Linked DNA regions of Sus scrofa: region 2 is linked to region 1. A link is a contact called in public HiChIP or PLAC-seq data. All regions are on one chromosome and are shown on one strand. The core of a region is the stretch at or near the end of the contact, and the rest is flanking DNA. Distances in the headings are between cores, read along the strand shown. Region 1 holds the start of LOC102167757. Region 2 holds the start of CBX5 (chromobox protein homolog 5).

Region 1 (3,223 bases), core at 466-2,965:
CAGGAGGTTCCCGTCCCCCTGCCGTGGCTTTCTCCAAATCCCCAGTGCCACCATCAGCACGTCCCCCAGGTGCAGGCTGGGGGACCCTGCCTGGCTCTGGGGTGGCTGCTGGCAGCGCAGAGCAGAGACGTGTCGCCTTCAGAGGGCCCGGGGCCAGACTGCGACCAAGAGGACATCAGGGGACAGAGCCTGAGAGAGACAGCCCGAGACAGCCTGAGAGAGTACGACCGAAGCACGGCGCCAGGCCCATAGAGAGGAAGGGAGGAAGGAAGGAGGGCAGGAAAGAAGAAAACGAAGGATTAGGATACAAGGCAGAGGGAGGGGAGGATTACAGAAGAGAGGGGATGCAGGAGGAAGAGCGAGAGGAGAGCAGGGAAAGGAAGGCATGCAGAGAGCGAGCCGGAGGAAGGGCGGCGACAGGCAGGCAGACGGGGCAGGGCGCGGGCTGGCCGAGCAGCCGTGGCATTGTGCAGCCGGGCCTTTGCTGCGGGACCGGCTCCGCGCCTCCGGACACAAAGGAGGAAGAGGCCTCCTCTCCTGCCCCTCCCTGGCGACCTGCTGGGGTGGGTACACCAGGCCTCCGGGGATATCGAACCCTATCTCGGCCCAGACAGCCGCCCAGGCAGCTGGGGACTGAGCCACACTCTCGTCAAGGAGCAAAGCTATGACCAAGGAGGTTTTCACGCTCGCTCCTCCTTGGAGTCTTCACCAGGCAACAGGGCCCATCTACCCCAACCTCAGTTTTCCTAGAAGAAAGACGCCCCTAAAGCCCCTCTCCATGGGCCTCCACTATTTGGGAGAGCCCCCCAGGCATAGTGGCTGTAAACAGATGCCCCTTTCTCTCCTACCCCCTTCGGCCACTGCCTTCTTTTCAACTCTTGAGCAGCCTGCCCACCCTCCCTGCCCACCCGGAGGCAGAGGCGGCAGCCACGGGGCAGCCGAGATCACCAGGCCCAGCTCTCTGCTGCATGCCTTCAAATTCTCTGTGAAACTGAGGGGAGATTGTCACCTCCGGTTCAGAGCGTGAACTCAGACCCTCCCCACTCAGGCGCAGACACAGCTGTGGATCAGGAAGCAGGCCTCGCCCACAGCCCCCTCCCCACCAACGCCGCCCCGTTTTGCCTAGGCCTTTGCAGGGAGAGGCAGCCTGAAGGAGGGGGGCTGGAAGGGGCTGGGAGTCCCTGAGTTCACCAGGCCACCAGGCTGAAGTCCCTCGGGTTCCACCACTGCGTGTGTGGGTTGTACCACCGGTTCCCTGCGTCTGGTGGCGGGGTGGCAGGTCAGGGCTCTGAAGCAGACCTTCAGGCTTCCCCCAAATCCAGGCCTGTAGATGTGGGGGGCACAAAGGATGTGGGGGCACCAAGAAGGAGGGGGTTGTCTTCCCAGGTTCAGTGATGCCTGCTGGGTCTCCTGCCAGATCCCCAGACTCCTCTCACCCCCGCCACTCCCTTCAATTTTCCCCAGCACCAATGGAGCAAGCCAAGGGACTGGAGGCCACTGGGAATCCCTGTAGGGGATGGGGGGGGGGGAAACCCCAGCTGTAGCTAGCAGCTCTGCATTCAGTCTGGTTCTTAGAGCTCTCCTCTGACCCCAAAAGAGTGCACTGAGCGCAGGAGAGCCCCCTCAGGGGGAGGGGCGCCTTTACTGCAGCACCTCAGACCTGGACAGCTGAGACCACAATCAAGCTAGCACCACCGTGGGAAAGACTGACAGACAGAAAGACGGACAGGTTAGAGTCATCCCCTCCCCTGGCCCTGCGCCTCCCTTTCAGCGATTTCAATTCCCTCCGGTTCAATCCACACCGTCAAGTTCGGATTAAATTTAAGACAGGCTTTTCCCGGTCCCCCAGCGGGGCCATCCCCGCCGCCGCAGGCAGGGCGCCCGCTCCCGGCTCGCCAGCACCCGCCTGCGCGGAGGAGGCCGGGCGTGCTCCATTTGCTTTCATTTTCCTTCTCCCCCTGAAATGGGCTCAGTTCACCTCTCGGCTGCCCTCTCCTCCTCCCCGCCCCCTCCTTGGTTCCCCTCTACTTTCCCCCCTTTTCTCTCCTGATCCCTCTTTGTTGGGAAAAACACACCCACACGCACAACTCCTCCTAGCAAAGGCCTGCGCTGGAAGCAGACGCTGAATTCTCCTGGCCTGCCGCGAGGAGACCCGCGTCCTGCCCCCACCCCAGGTGGGTATTCGGGATCCCTACACACCAGGAGTCCGGCTCCTGAGCCCAGCAGGAGCAAAACCCCTAGGGCCTGTGAACGTGGCCCTCTCAACGCCACGGCCTGCATTCCCGCCGGCCCCCTGCCCTGCCGCCCCGCAGCAAACGGGGCTATTTCCGGCTCCCCCAACACGGTCTGGTTTCCCAGCCTGAGGAGTGGCTGGAGGGGGAGCGGCCCCAGAGCTAGGGGTGCTCTCCGCCGGGAGCCTCCCTTGGCCCTGGGCGCCTGGTTACCTGATCTTTGTGTGCTGTGGTGTGTGTCGCAAGAAAATTTGCAGTGACTTTGGAGCCCAGACTGAGGGAGCCAGCCGAGGTGGCGAAAGGAGAGACAATACGGGTCCGAAGTACAATTAAGGGGCCAGAGCCGCTAGTCTCTCCCCCGCCCTCCCTGCCAGACTAGGAGCTGTCTGGCCTCAAACCTCAGGGCAACCGGCGAACCTGGAGCCGGAAACTCGGCCCATGGCGGAGCGAACTAGAGGAAGATCTGGCATCCAGAAAGCAGGAGGAAAGCTCCCTTCCAACTTGGGGGCGCGGCAACCAGCCCCACTGAGGTGCAGAGAATCCAATGAATGAAAGTGCACATTCCGACAAATTTTCCCGATTTTTTCAGCCTTTGGAAGGACAGCCTAGGGTTTGAGACGTCTCAGACGGACAGACAGACACAGACAGGCAACCCGCATCTCCGGAGGCAGACAGACTCACAACATGAGTGTGAGCCTGAAATCAAATACAGGTTCAACATTCCCCCGAGGCCTCTCTGCCAGGCCAGGCAGGCGCTGATCTCCCTACCTTCTCTCCCCTCCAGGGCGTTGGGCAGAGACCCCGGAAGCCTCGGTCCCTCTGGCTTGGTCCAATCCCGCCTCAGGAAGCGCCTTCGTTACCTGCTCCTCGGCTTCCCACGGCCACAGATGCAGGGCAGCCGCCTCCGCCCGGGGAGGGAAGCCCCGGCCACCGCAGCCGCCGCTGCCCGCCCTCCTTCCCTCCCTCCCTCTTCCTCGCCCTCCCTCCCTCTC
Region 2 (3,223 bases), core at 446-2,945, 280 kb before region 1:
ATCCACCTCCTCCACAGTGGCATACGTGACAAACCCGAAACCTCTGGAGCGCTTGGTGTTTGGGTCCCTCATTACCTTTAATGTTTATTTAGCACATGGTAAGACACCAGAAGTTACAGCCTTTTCTACCTTGACTAAGGCAATGGAAAACTTTCTACCAACCCTCTAAACGAAGCTCTTCAATGACCACCGCCCCCACCCCTTAAACCTAACAATTGGGAGCTTTTCAGCTATGAAGCCACACCTTCCTTTGTCAAGTAAGCTATAAAGTCAATAGGAATCTTCATAAGCATTCAAACAGCAACGACAGCGAGATAAGCCAAGAAAAACAACTAGCTCTAAGGCCTTTTGTCTCTTCCAAGTCTTACCACACAGTCTGTGAGCGTTCCCCATTGCTCAAAATGGCTCCTCAGACTCTCATCGGTTGTTTCAAAGCTCAAACCTCCGATGAAGAGCTTCCGCAGCTGTTCGGGCTCTTTGGGAGACTAGAAGTAGGGGCAAAAAAAGCGTTAAATAGGGCTATAACGCAAACAAGCTCCCCGCTACAAGAAGCAACACCAGGTAGCAACGTACGAAGCTTTTATTGTTCCCTCGGGTCGCTGTAAGCCACGTGCTTCTCCCCATCTGGGGAGGCGGTATGTTGGGGGCTGGGAAGCGGCGAGCGCATGCGCCCCTTACTCTCCCTACGACGCACGCGCAACAAAAGGACTGGGAGGGCGTGCATCGCCAAAATTGGACTACAGCTACTCTTTAAGAAAGTCGTCCACTAGGACAAGGATGAAAAACAGACCGAATGTGTCCACGAGCATTGCAAAAAAGAACGAGAGCAGCGTGATAACCAAGGATTGCACGACGACAGCCTCATGGCGACGAGGACAAAATGGCGACCTGAACTCAGGGAGGGGTAGGCCCCGGCAGCGACCGAAGAACTGCCGAAAAGGCTGGTGCAAGCAGCCAAACCAGACTGCACCCTACCAAACTCAGCAAGCGGCGAAGAAGAAAACGCAGATGAAAAAAGAGTCTCACTCACCTCTGACTTAGACATGACGGTAGTGGGGAGGAGGTTACAACGATGCTTACTCGGCGGCGTCCGGGGGCAGAAAGGAGTAATCTAACGAACGAGTCTGCCAGCCTACCTTCGGCCTCGCTTTTTTATCCCGCCTCCTCGCGTTCGGCATTGGTAGACTCCGCCCCTGAGTAGCTCTGATTGGATATTTGACATAGCTTTCCCCCACTATTGGTCTCTCGTATGCGTTGCTGTGTAACGTCATCCGTTTGGGCGTTCTACGCAGTCTCAACCCCTCCCGGTCCATTGGTTCCTAAGTAATATTATTCTTAACTAGACTGATTGGCTGGTCAACCAATGATTCATATTTGAATTATTTCGGGTATTGAGATAACTTTTTAATTAGCTATGTCCGGAATATTCAACGCCTGTGTCAAAGCATTTTTAATACTATGTATCAAAAAAGTAGCTAGCATGTGACAATTTGGCGGAACGGGGGCGGGGGCAAGATCGCCTGCTGAGCGCATGTGTAGTAAAATGGCGAGTTTACGCAGGCGCGCTAAGAAGTTCCGCCCGGAGCTTGCAACACGTGAAATGGCGGGCAGGAGACAGCGGCGAACCTAAGGCGCCTGCGTAGTGGCGGGAGTTGTGCCCCCTTTTGCGCAGGCGTAATGGGCGGGGAAAGGGTCGGGTCCCAGGATTGGTCGCGCAGGCGCAGGGAAGGATCCGTTTTGGCGGGCGGTTGGCGTTGCGCAGAAGGCGGCGGCGGCGGTGGCTTGTGGTCCGGCCGCACCACAGAGGAACAGGCGAGGCGTTAGCGTGAGTGATCGGTCTCGACCCCCGGTAAGTGGCGGACCATCTTGCCTACCCATACGAGGTCTTGAACTGACTCCAACTGGGCCCGTTATTGTGTGAAATGAATGGACCTCGGGGTGGGGGCTCGTGAAGGGGGAGCGGTGAGATCGGCCAACCAATGGAAGAACGGGGGCGGGATGTTTTATCCCCGTAGGTTCTGTGGAGCTTTGCAGCGGAAGAGTTTGACTGGCGAGTGTATAGGCCAATTGGGGCTGTCCTTAGCTGCCGACTCATCGGTCCTTGGGCCATCGGTATGTGGGAGGCGGGCTTTCTCCTCCTGAGCAGCATCTCACTGAGCCAATGAGCACGAAGCGCGCGGTAGGTTGGGCTCCTCCAAGAGGCCACGATTTGACTCCAATGGGGGATGCGGGAGTTGGGCGGTTAGGTGGATGGACCAAATCGGGAGCCAGTAGGCGAGCAGCCTCTGGAAAGCGCTCAGGCTGTTCGTCCAATCAGCGCTCCAAAAGAGGGAGGTCTTAGATTTGGGGATGCGAGGAAGGGGATTCAATGCCTGTGATGGCGCGTAGGGGCTATTTTATTCACAATGACTTTAACAAAACCTGTGGGCCTCCGTGCCACACTTCTCTGGTAGGAAAGCTGTTAAGTTTGGTCCTGTATTCCTCGGTTTTGGCTCTTTCCCCCCCACAACGGTATATCTCACCATCCAGCACTTTAGGTTTTGGAGGGGAACAAGGGATGTCAAAGACATGACTGGAAAACTCGCTTCTTTAGGAAGACTGCCTTGAAATGTTAGAACAAATAGAATTTATTTGTACTGTTGTGGAATAGCACCCAAGAAGAGTCTACAAAATAACAGTAATGCATATTTCCACAGACAAAGAAATATTTGTGAACCCATAGGAAATGTTTCGGAAAACTGCATAGCAAAATATGTTAACCTCTAGGGATACAGTGGGTTGGAGACACATCGCATCTCCAGTGTTTACATTTTTGCAGGGATAATAATTTGTAATTAAAAATAAATTTAAAAGCTCGTTGTTTTTGTGTTTTCAGTTATAGTCAAGTACTTCTCACCACCTCCTTACACCTCAAAAAGGTGCTGTTTTTCAGTTAAGAACTAAAGCGATTCTTGGTTTAAACAAACAAATTTTAAAAAGATAATTTTTTTTTTTGAGTACTGATAGTCATGATGTTAAGTGCTTTACAAGCATTGTCCAATTCCTTTATCTTAGGCTCTGCTCTGAGGAACTTTCTCCTCCATATATATATATCTCTTTACATTGTTACAGATCTTCTTAGGCCTTCTTTCTGCTGTTCCTTTAAGGATATCTGGATTTGGATAAAAAGGAAGTTGCTTAAGGAGGGTGATACTTAGGGTGCTGGAGACGGAACCCATCCATC

What was found. HiChIP or PLAC-seq counts read pairs in DNA pulled down with a chosen protein or histone mark.
Region 2: an H3K27ac HiChIP or PLAC-seq map of skeletal muscle shows a contact between it and region 1. The contact joins the promoter of CBX5 here to the promoter of LOC102167757 in region 1. A contact is called at or near these places in 1 of 47 Hi-C or Micro-C datasets (embryonic fibroblasts) and 1 of 2 datasets of contacts at active chromatin or transcription factors (skeletal muscle).

Annotation. Positions count from the first base shown.
Region 1 is chr5:19,207,541-19,210,763 of Sscrofa11.1, reverse strand. It overlaps LOC102167757, which reads left to right and starts at 1,715. Exons shown (of 3, transcript XM_021091736.1): 1 at 1,715-1,729; 2 at 2,098-2,174; 3 at 3,016-3,223. The coding sequence starts at 3,119.
Region 2 is chr5:19,482,999-19,486,221 of Sscrofa11.1, reverse strand. CBX5 (chromobox protein homolog 5) reads left to right here and starts at 1,695. Exons shown (of 5, transcript XM_021091740.1): 1 at 1,695-1,849. It overlaps HNRNPA1 (heterogeneous nuclear ribonucleoprotein A1), which reads right to left and starts at 1,045. Exons shown (of 9, transcript NM_001077218.1): 1 at 1,031-1,045; 2 at 369-485; 3 at 1-75. The coding sequence starts at 1,045.